2 separate regions of the Mus musculus genome follow, and region 1 is linked to region 2. The links are chromatin contacts, called in public HiChIP or PLAC-seq maps. All regions are on one chromosome and are shown on one strand. Each heading gives the region's core, a stretch centred on a gene start, on an enhancer-like site or on the middle of the called end of the contact. The rest is flanking DNA. Distances are from core to core; before and after follow the strand shown.

Region 1 (5,915 bases), core at 1,946-4,445, 210 kb before region 2:
GTACCACACTGCTAACAGTACAGTGTAAACTATGCTCTGCTATAAGTGGTGTTTTTTTCAGAATCTAATTACAAAAAGTTTTTGTGAGGAAAACACATTAGTTCTTTGGCATTCAAATAAAAACGAAGTATTTGTAAAGTTGTTTATCTACAATCTGTGAAATCCGAAGAATAACATTATAACTGACACAATTCATACAAAACAGTCCTAAGACATGGAATAAAGTCAAGGTCTCTTGGTGTCTAGCTCTAGAAAATTGCTAGTAAATTCTTTATTACTGAGTTAAAGAACGCAAGTTCTTTTTTTTTTTTTAAACTGCCTTTCTTTGAAAAAGATTTATTTTATTTTAAATTATGTATATGTGTGTATTCCTGCATATGGTATCCTGGCTACTTTTATGTCAACTTGATACAAGCTAGAGTTATCTGAAAGGAGGGAAGGTCAATTGAGAAAATGCCTCCATAAGATCCAGATGTAGGGCATTTCCTTTAGTAATTGATGGGGGAGGGTCCAGCCTATTGTGGTGGTGCCATCCCTGTGCTGGTGACTCTGGGTTCTGTAAGAAAGCAGGCCGAGCAAGCCACAGCCAGCCAGCCAGTAAGCAGCACCCCTCCATGGTCCTGTCTCCAGGTACCTGTCCTGTTTGAGTTCATATCCTAACTTCCTTTGAAGATGGACTACAGCGTGAAAGTGTAAACTAAATGATCCTTTTCCTCCCCAACTTGCTTTTTGGTCTTGGTGGTTTTGTTGCATCAATTGAAACCCTAACTAAGACATTTGCACACAAATGCAGGTACCCACAGAGAACAGGAAAGGGGCATTGGAACTCCTGGAGTTAGAGTAACATGCAGTTATGCACCACTGTCATGGGTGCTGGGAATCAAACTCAGGTCCTCTCTTAAGAGCAGCAAGTGTTCTTAGCTGCTGAGCCTCTCTATTGTCTTCTAATTAGCCTCCACTTCCTTGGAATGTTTCCAGAATTTTTGTGTCTACCATACAGTCTCAATCCTGACTTCTCCACTCTCAAATTATTACCTCTGGTCCTATCACATTTGATTTTTCTATTAGTCTACACAATGTATTGAGTTAAAAAAATGTAACAGTTCATATGTACCAGGCAACACTGAAAACCTGGTTGAGCAACTAATGTTCTAAAAAAATAGATGGCTGACACACTAACGTCATCAGAAGAAGGGATTAATAAAGTGTGCCATTTTTCAAATATTCTTATGGGCAATCTATTATCATTGTAACTGTACTGAGACAGAGTTTTGCTTTGAAGAACACAAGGCCATAAATGAAGTGAAATATGGAAGGGTTGATAGCCCAGAGAGCAATGAAACTGAGGTGCGGCGGAGAGAGCAGTGGCCTCTGCTTCGGCTGTGGCACTGACCCGCTCTGTGGATGTGGACAAACTGCTGCTTCACTTTGTATCTGAATCCAGGATCACAAAATGTGAAGCAAGGACCACAAGTCCAGCTGGGATCTCACAGCTCTAAAACCCTCAGGAGGCTGTGAGGGAAATTGACCCAAGTGATTTAGAGGGTGGGTTGTTACCTTCTAGTTGACAGAAATTATCTTAATTAGGCCCTTTGAAGACAATTTATGAGTGCAGTTTAATTGTCGCAGAAGTTGCATCAAATAAAAAGTTGTCTCTGAAGAGGTGGTTCTAAGAAATGAAGTAGACAATGTACAAAGGTTTCTCTAGGGTTGGGGGAGAAAGCAGGATTCCAGTCTCCTGCTCTGCAGAGCCCAAATTAGGAACTCCTGTCAGGATGCACCCCGATATTCCTTGATAGGGCAGTAACTTTCTTGAACTAAGTTCCTTGTAGGACATGGGGACCCAAGTGTGAAGGGCTTCTGGGAGCAACATGGAGAAGTCACGCTGTTGGTGGCTTCACCTTAACCTGGAGGGTCCGTTCTGGGAACATCGCCTGAGCAAGCAAATATGAACTGCAGATATGTCACCAGGGAAATTCAGCTGAGATTCCACTGAGACCTGACTGAGGTCCTAACCACTTTGGAGAGGAGGACAAGAATCATGTCCCACGAGGAAGTTAATAGTTGGCAAAACAAGGCAGAGACTGGATTACCATATTCCAGGATTCAGGCAAGGCTGCAGAGCTCCCAGACAGCTGGGGAATAAGGGAGAGTCTCGAGGACCCAGCCTTTTCCTAAGAGAACTGGCTTTTGAAAAGAGAGGATAGGGCCATATATGGAGTCTCAGTTGGCCAAGAATGTTATAAAAGTCACATTCGCAAGGATATCTGCTCTTCTGGCTAAGCCATCAATTAAGATTTGAAGACATTTAAACAATATTAATTCTGTTCAGCAAACAGTAGAAACTGAAATCTATTTTGGGTGGTGCTGGGGAATGAACCCAGGGTCTTCCACATGGTAGGTGTCTTAGTCATTGCTGCGATAAAACACCGAGAAGAAAGCAGCTCAAGGAAGAAAGGGCTTATCTCAATTGTATTTCCACATCAGTTTATCACTGAGAAAAGGTCAGGACAGGAACCTAGAAGCAGGAGCTGATGCAGAGGCCATGGAGGGGTGGTACTTACTGGCTTGGTCCTTATGGCTTGCTCAGCCTGCTTTATTATAGCACCTGGGATCACCCATTCAGGGGTCTCTCTACCCATGAAGGATGGGCCTATCCACATCTCATCAATGAAGAAAATGCCTCACAGGCTCGCTCACAGGGCAGTCTGATGGGGACATTTTCTCAATTGAGGTATTTTCTTCCAAAAGGACTGTAGCCTGTGTCAGGCTGACATAAAAGCTAACCCGCACACAAGGCAAACCCTGAAATCCATTATTAGGAAACGATTGCTAGACCTTTATTTAGTGACTTTTCTGGATGCTGTTACCTGATTCTTGGATAGTTCTTTCTGCTGTAGTTGTCCAATTGGCTTTCTCTTGTTCTTTACATGTCTGACTGTATCCACCCCTCCCCGGGTCTCTTCAAGCACAATGGCACCCTATTCCTGCAGCCCTTTCATCCGGCCTCATCACGTGTGTTCTGTGAACTCTCATCTGCCTTCGGCTCTTCCTCCCTTGCAGGAGCGAGCACCCTGCTTTCTATTTCTCCTTCGTTCGTTCCTAATGTTAATTAAGCAACGCTTGCCACCTAATGCAACAAAGCAGCAGGGATCACAGGATCTAAGAATGAAACACTTCACAGTGCGCGCGCGGAGCAGGGATCCCAGAATAGCACGCAGGAGTCTGACAGCCAGGCTTTACCCTAAGCAGTAGACAATGTGTTAAAGTATGTAGACATTAGCTGAAGTCAGATTGTGAGGGAGCTTTCCAAAGGCTCTGGTTTGGGTTTTGGCTGATCTCATTCTTCTTGCATGCCAAAAACCCCAGCTGCACATGTGCACAACACACACACCCCAATCATTTCCTCATATGGTTCGGCAGGAGAAGCTAATTACTACTATATTATCATAGCATGCTCATCCCCTCAAAAGCAGCTACGGAGGCCACACTCTTCTCAGTCAAGCATGCCGTATTAATGAATGCAGACTCACTTGTGAGCTCACCCGCTCTTCATTCATTACTGAATCATATTCAGATAGTGAAGTGTCTAACAGTTCCTCTGTTAAAAGTATAATTCACAAAGTTAAAAAATCCACAGTGGGGAATCAGAAAAGCGGCAATTCACAAAAAAAGTAGAATGTTAAATTTTACAGACAACCTGTCATGTCTAGAATGCTTGGGATGAAAAAAAATTAATATGCCTTGCGGGTGAAGAAAAGGAGTAAATTATAAACCACTTCACTCGGTGCGCCCCACACCGCTCCCAGAAACAGTGCATTAAGTAAACACTTCTGTGAATCAGATGCTAAATTATTTAGTAATTGCCGAGTGAATTTCTGCTCTTATCAAGCATTTAAAAAGTTATTTACTATAAATTCGTAAGAGTTAGTTTTTAGAGGAGGAAGTTAGCATGTCTATAGAGACTCGTGAGTGCAGAGAGCTATTCAAACGGAGTCAGAGTCGGTGTTAGTGTGGTCTGCAAACTCTTTCTAAGCACATCAAACTTCTCACTGAAAGTAGAAAGCTTCAGTCTTTCCTAATGCAAACATTGAGTGCTTAATGTCCCTAGTGCCTTAGAGAGCTAGAGGGAGGGCCTGGCGTGGATCAGCTAAAAGGTTTCTCTGATTTACTTCCTCAAAGCCCCCATCTGTCTGCCTCCTGCTTAGCGCCAAGGGAACTGAAATTTAAGGGCACTGCTAAGACTGGAGCTATTGCAATTGTATCATCAAGTCCTTCAGAGTTCTCAAAGGTTTCCTAGTTCAGTATAAAAGTCCATTTTCCTTGACCTTTCAGGAGGAACTTGGATTCACTAGCACCTTTGCGACAATGGTTTTTTTTACTTTCACAGTTGAGAAGTACACCCAGATTTGAACACAGAGCAGTCACGAGAAGCTCTGCATCTGTGGTGGTTGTTTCATTTATTCATTTGCACAGATGAAAATTAAAAAAAAAAAAAGATCTAAACTCCAAAGTATCCAATGAGAAAATGGCGACTCATTCTAACTTTTCATATTTAAAATAATCTGAGTGAAGAAGCAGAAGCTGACAAAGACACTGATCTGGAAAATATAATATGATGCTAGGGCAAACTGTAATGAATCTGGCTAAAGATAATAAAGTATTAAAGACAGTCCATAACCACCAGCTTGGAAAGAAGTAGAAAATCTGACAATATTAAATTTAATATTGTTGCTGAAGCAACAGGAGTTCTTGCTTGTTGATGAGACTTGTCTTAGTATCTCTAGAAACAACTTGCATTATCTAGCGAGGTTGAAGGCATGCATGGGTTATCCCCTGCAATTCCATTCTTAGGTTACAGTAGAGATTCTCCCAGGTTCCAAAGTGGAACACTGAATAAGGATATTCACGGCAGCATTATTTATAATAACCCTCTAGTAGAAACAATGCAATGCCTGTCAGTAGCACTGAGGTATACAGTATTTATTTATTTATACATGGAATAACAGCGAATTAGAGCCATATGTAGCATGCAGATTGACGTCACAAACCTAACACTGAATGTCAGTCCACAGAAGCAATGTAAAAATTGCAATATAATATATATATAATTATAATAGACATAAAACATGATACCACAATTCTATTATTGTACTAAAAATGAACAAATCATAAACACCTATGATACACAGTATTACTGAGTAAAGTTATCTGTATTCCCAACTGATTCACATATTGAAGCCCTAGGATCACCAGGACCCCAGCATCTGTCCCACTGTAAGTTATTTTCAGAGATCCCATGCTTTCCTCTCTCACAAAAGCCAATCAGTTTCTGCATCTCCATTTTCTTATTTGTAGCAAGAAGAAACAGGTGAACTCAAAGTATTCCTAGTTAGAATATCTGTGTTTCTATGAAAGTATTACTTTTGGAAAAGTCTTTTAACAAGCTTTTTTATTTTTTTTTTCTCGTTTTTTTTTGGTTTTTTTCTAGACAGGGTTTCTCTGTATAGGCCTGGCTGTTCTGGAACTCACTTTGTAAACCAGGCTGGCCTCAAACTCAGAAATCCACCTGCCTCTGCCTCCTGAGTGCTGGGATTAAAAGCACCACGCCCCGGCTCGAAGCAAGCATTTCTAACCACAGTTCTTAAAAGAAAGGTTGATGTATCAACAACAATGTAACTGGTTGGATGGAAAATGCTACTATGTATCTGGAGCGAGCTGAAGAGAGAAAGATTCTCAGTAACGCTGTGACCCTCCCCGTCTATAAACAAGTCAGTCCAAAGAAAAGGTGACTCAGAAGCCAATTTCACATCTAGCAAAGCACAAAGCTCAGTAGGACGGAGGAACACGTCTTCCCACCTCAATCCGCTCTGGGAGGCAGGCTGGACTCAGTGCTTCACCTAAGAGGTGCTGCT
Region 2 (6,048 bases), core at 915-3,414:
AACAGGTTTGTATTGAAATTATGATCATTAAAATAATGATCCAAAAACCACATGGCTATAAAACAAATGCTATGGATGCTGGAAACAACTTCTGATAGCTTTTTACAGGATCAGGAATGGGCCCAAACATTAGCTGTGTTTAAATGTCTGAGGTTCTATTCAGTCTGCCCACCATGCTCTGACAGCTTACAAATCAGGTATAGGCTAAGTATGGGGCCACAAAGGGCTAACCAAATCATCTTCTCAAGGCCAGGCTAGTCACCGCCCCACCATGTGCGGCTTTAGTTAAAAGTTCATGGGGAGCAATGTTATCTCTTGGTGCTCCTTCAATTAATTAATCTGGAAAGAGCAAAGAGGAGGGCTACTGTAATGAGTAAGTGAGCCTTCTATGGGAAACAAGGGAACGGGGGATAAACAACTAGGGAAAAACTACTTTTTATTTAAGGAGTGTAGCTTTGTCATCTGAACTGATCATTTCATCCAAAAAGTGAAGAGTTCAAGACAGGAAAAAAGGCACGACCTCATACTTCATATCTGTAGGCTATATTTTGAATCTGTATCTTACTCAAGTTGATGGTTCCCTCCACTGGTTCTCTACCTGTGGGTAGTGACTTCCACACGACCTGCATACCAGATACTTACAGTTCATAACAACGGAACATTACAGTAGCAATGAAATTACTTTACAGTTGGGGGTCACAATAACATGAGAGACTGTCTTAAAGGGGTGCAGTATCAGGCAGGTTGAGAACCACTGCTTTATGTGAAGTGCCTGAGCTGATCAGGTATATGGTCTTATTTGTTGTTGTAGTATATATGATTTATTTTTATCTATATGTCTAAGTCTGCGGGTGCTGCATGTGTATAGGAGCCTGAGGAGGCCAGAAGAAGACACTGGGCTTACAAGCATTTGTGGGTCACCCAACATGGATGCTGGGATCCACACTCAGGGCCTCTGCAAGAGCAGGATTTGCTCTTAAGTGCTGAGCTCATTCTATAGCCCCCATCACAGTATTTTGGATTTGCGATTTCTAAAATTGGGGATGAGTTACTTGCATATCTATCTATCTATCTACCTATATATCCATCCATCCGTCTCTTTATCTTAAAAAAGGGACCTAGTTGAAGCAACAAAAGAAAAACCATTCTTGTTCCATGCATATCTTATACCCACAACCTGAAGATCAATTTTATACAGTATTTCTGGCTTAATTGCATTTTGACTGTAACCTGACACACGGTGTCAAGTACGGAACTTCCCACTGGCAGTACTATGCCAGTTTCAAATTCTGGAATAGTTAAAGGCTCTGGCATAAAGGTGCTCAACCTGTATTTTAGAACTATGTCCTCATTGTTGAACAATAAACAACTACAATCACAAATGTAACAACAACAACAACAATAATAAACCGTGCCACCAAACCCAACATCCTAGAGGGTTTATTATAGGCAGGCAAGAACAATCTAACAGAGTCTAGCTGTGTGCGAAGCCTCCTGTCAGTTCATTATCTTCCATTTACATGTATTTTGCATACATTTTTAGATAACCTAAGGAGCTATTATAGTTCAAGCTCTAAGTAGTCTCCTGAGGATTTATATAACATAGACTCCATATAACCATCCGAGGTTTCCATTTGAATCCATTAATATGTCAAGACTGTGAAGATGGGGAATTTCAAACTGTTGACTTTTCCAACCTCAGAGGGGCTGACACTCCAGCACCCAGCATGTCCCCTGTATACTTCCCCATATATAGGACAAAGGATTTCTCTAGGATAGTGGGAGATGCAACAATCCACGAGAGGCTTTTTGCACTTTCTTAGGTTTTGTGTTGTTCTATATTTTTCATATGATTTGTGGCCACACAAGGCTTTCCTTCCAAACTGAACTTCATTCTGTCTGCTACAGGCTCTCCATGGTCATGAGGATTTGTTCATGTTATTCAGTGTGGGCAGTTCACGCAGCACCCCAGTCTGGTGAGTCCCTCAGAACCTCACACACGTGCACCGCCCTCAGATGCCGAGGCTCAGCTATGTTTGCCTGGCCTATGCACTTGCCCTGCCGAGAGAGTTCCTCAGAACTTCATCTGCCCACACCATCAATCCACTCCCATTAGCTGGGGTCAGATAATTTGTATACCCAGCCAGCAGATGGCCTTAGAATCACATTGACCCATGTCACCTCCATACTTGGCGACCCAGCTCAGCCTGTGTATCAGCCTAGCCTTGTGATGGCTAACTTCCACTCAACAAAGCCAGACTAGAATCTCATATGAGACAACCAAAAGGAGAAGTCATGTCATATGACCAGGTCATGTCACCAAAACACACACAGTACAATAGGTGGAGACAATATGACCTTGGTCAACCCACTGGTACTAGAGATCTATTTTCTAATGAAAATTATTTAGATAACTAAAGAAAATCAATCTGAAATGAGGATAGAATTGAAAAACAATAACTCAAGTAGAAAATCTGGGGGGAAGCCTCGTCAGTAGACTGGATCAAGTAGGGTCAGACTATCATGTCTTGAAAATAGAGGAAACACTCGAAAAAAATTTAATCATTCTGGAAACATGGGACACCATGAAAAAATCCATAAATTATGGATACAGAAGAAGGAGGCTCCCAGGGCAATGGCAGAAACTCTATCTTCAGATCCACAGAAGAAAACTGCCCCAGTTGAGGAAAGACACATCTGTACAGACACAAGAAGCACATAAGGCATGTAACAGATAGGACCAAAAACGCAGCCTCTCCCAGCCTCCCACAGCAGGAGAGCACAGAATATCCAGAAAGAAGAGAGGCCACTTAAAGCTGCAAGGGAAAAGCATACAGCACATATACAGGAAAACCCGTCAGCATAGCAGCTGACTTCTCAATGAAAACTAAAGGCCAGAAGATCCCGGAGCTCTAAATGATCACACACACCAACCCCAAAGACTTTATCCAGAAAAACGATCTGCTATAATAAAAGATGAAAGAAAAACTTCCCATGGTATAAATAGGCTAGAAGGATCCATGTTCACCAAGCCACCCCTACAGAGAATACTGAAGGTACTGCGTCAGACTGGAGAGGAATAAGTATAGCCAAGAGTCCACAGAAAGTAAACAAGTCCATGATTAAAGAAACACAAAATAGGACTGAGAACACAAATGAAAAGAATAACATCAATCGAGGTGCACTTTCCATTAATACCTTTAATCCCACATCAAAAGGCACAGTTTAGCTGAATGAATCAAGAAATAAAATCCAACTTTTGGTGTCTGTAAAAAAGTCATTGAGGGCTGGAGAGACGATTCAGCCCAGCTCACTACCAAAGCATCTAGAAACTCACCTTAGAGCGAAAGGGTAAGAAAAAGGATTCAAGCAAACAGAACCAGGAAACAAACAGGCATTTCTATCCTATTAGTTGACAAAACAGATTCCAAACTAAACTTACCAGAAGAGAGAAAGGATACGTCATTGTAATGAAGGGAACAGTTAACCATGAAGACATTGCACACTAGACATACATGCACAATCGCCCATGCATCCAATCTCATAAAAAGTTGTACCACTAGATTTCATGATGCAAACTCGCCCCATCTCAGCACTAGTAGGTGATTTCAATACCCCACTTTCCGTAGTGCACAGGCTGTCTGGACAAAAATAAATAAATAAAGAAATAAAGAAATAAATAAATAAAGAAATAAACAACAGAATTAAATGACATTGTATATCAAATGGACCTAACAGATTATCTAGAGACCACTCCAACCCAACACTATGAAATGTACGTTTGATTATTCACTCCATGGAGTCGCTCTAGACCACATTCAGGGACACAAAACAAAGAAAGAAACAGTGAAATACTTCTTTGTATCCTATTTGGCCACAATGAAATAAAACTTAAAATCAACAGAAGGGAATCTCTAGCAATTACACAAACTCATGGATCTTAAATGATGACACACGACTGAATAATGAATAGGTCAAAGAAGAAGTAAAAAAAAAAAAAAAGTAAAAATTTCTGCAGAATTAAATAAAATTAAAAGCAAAACACAACAAAACCCCTGGAGCATGTTAAAAGCCGTTGTATGAGGGAAATTTATAGCTCTAAGTGCCTACATTAAAAAAAAAAAATCAGAAAGAGCACAAATAAATGATTTAATGATGCAACTCAAGAATTTAGAAAAACAAGAAGAAAACAACCCCAAACCCAGTAGACAGCAAGAAATAATAGAAATCAGAGAAGAGATGAGTTAAATAGAAACAAAGAGAACAATACAGAGACTCAATGGATGTAAGAGCTGGCCCTCTGAACAAGTAAAGAGGATCAACAGGCCATTAGGCCAATTAAACGACAGAAAGAAATGAGGAGACCCAACTTAAACAGAGTCTGAGATAAACAGGAGAAAATTTCAAGAGATACCAAAGAAATTCAGAATATTAGAAGGGCTTTTTTAAAAAATAAAACAAAAACAAACTTATACCCCACTAAGTTGGAAAACCTAAAAGAAATTGATAACTTTTTAAATTTGTTCAAACCACCAAAGTTAAACTAAGAAAAGGTCAACGACTTCCACAGGCCCATAACAAGGTTACTGAAACAGTAATAACATCCTCTTCCTTCTCCTCGAGGTCTTGACGGTGATGGAGATAGTGATGGAGATAGTGAACCAGCCCAGGCCCAGATGGAGCCACAGAGAACTCTACCAAACTTTCAAAGAAAATCTACATCCAATTCTTCTTAAAGACTTTTCTTAAAATTATTATTTTCAAATAACCGAACAAAACGGAAGGAGCACTCCTGGCTTCCTATGAAGCAGGTATTACTCTAGACTCCCAAAACCTCAGCAAAGACACAACAAAAGAAACTGGAGGCCATCATCCTTAAAGAAACACAGATGTGCAGATTCTCAATAAAAATGCTTGCAACTTAAATACAGAGATACGGCAAATAGATCATCCACCAGGAACAAGTGGGCTTCATCCCAGAGATAAGGGAAGGGTTCAACATACATAAGTCAATCAATGCAGTAAATCACATGAATGGCCTCAGTGACAAAAACTGCATGACCAACTTAACAGATAAAGGAAAGCCCTTTAACTAAATTCAAAATGCTTCTATAATCAAAGTCCTGGAGAGAAAAGGACTGGAAGGTGCACAGTATAATATAACAAAGGCTACACAGGACATAACCACAGCCAGTATACTGTCCTAAGTCAGTGGCTCTCACCCTAACACTGCAATCCTTTCCTCATGATGTGGTCACCCCTTCCAACCATAAAATTATTTCATTGCTACTTCATAATTACAATTTTGATAATCATAAATCATAACATAAATATCTGACATGTAAGATATCTGATATGCAACCCACAATGGGATCACAACCCACAGATTGAGAAACACTATCCTAAATGGAGAAAAACTCAAAGAAATCCCACTCAAATCAGGAATGAGGCTACCCCCCACCCCCACTCCTTTTCCAAACTGTGTCTGAAGCCCTAGCTAGAACAGTAAGGCCAGAGAAGTAAATTCAAGGGATAAAAGTAGAAAAGGAACAAGTCAACTTACCCTATTCAGAGGTGACCTGTTACCATAAGGGACCCCAAGACTTCCACCAGAAAAGGTCTAGAAATGACCAACACTTTCAGCAGTGTGGCAGGATACAAAAGCAACTGTTTGGTTTCCGATCCCATAATAAAACACTGATCAAAACCCATCTCTGTGGGAACTCAGGGAAAGAACCTCAATCAGCGGCAGATGCAGGAACTATGGGGGAAAGATGGCCCCTTCTCTTATGCAATCCAGGTCCACCAGCCGCGAGCTGGCACTGCCCAAGGTGGCCTCCTGCATCAATACACAATGAAGAAAAGGCCTCAACAGATATGTTTATAGGCCAGTGAGAAGGTGACTCCACAGTGAGGTTCCCTCTGTTCAGGATGCAACTTCTTGACTGCTTTGTGAGTTCTTCTTCCTTCCACCCTTCTCTATTCCGCTTTTCCACCTTTCAATCCCCAACACTAGATATGAGAGGAAAAAATGATAGAGGGGAAAGA

Evidence for each region. HiChIP or PLAC-seq counts read pairs in DNA pulled down with a chosen protein or histone mark.
Region 1: a contact with region 2 is called in an H3K4me3 HiChIP or PLAC-seq map of embryonic basal ganglia, with 2.2 times the contacts expected there. The contact joins two enhancer-like sites. A contact is called at or near these places in 1 of 15 datasets of contacts at CTCF or cohesin (the NIH/3T3 cell line) and 1 of 115 datasets of contacts at active chromatin or transcription factors (embryonic basal ganglia).

The regions. Positions count from the first base shown.
Region 1 is chr4:32,484,286-32,490,200 of GRCm38.p6, reverse strand. The region is part of intron 1 of Bach2 (BTB and CNC homology, basic leucine zipper transcription factor 2); the gene reads right to left. Among named protein-coding and RNA genes, the nearest start is that of Bach2, 70 kb to the right of the region's middle. Within about 2 kb of position 3,195, at least 54 of the 459 cell types and tissues checked have an H3K27ac peak or open chromatin away from gene starts, as enhancers often do. A contact at or near this core is called in embryonic basal ganglia, where this site is marked.
Region 2 is chr4:32,271,192-32,277,239 of GRCm38.p6, reverse strand. It overlaps a transcript of Bach2 not described here. Among named protein-coding and RNA genes, the nearest start is that of n-TGccc3, 44 kb to the right of the region's middle. Within about 2 kb of position 2,164, at least 12 of the 459 cell types and tissues checked have an H3K27ac peak or open chromatin away from gene starts, as enhancers often do. A contact at or near this core is called in embryonic basal ganglia, where this site is marked.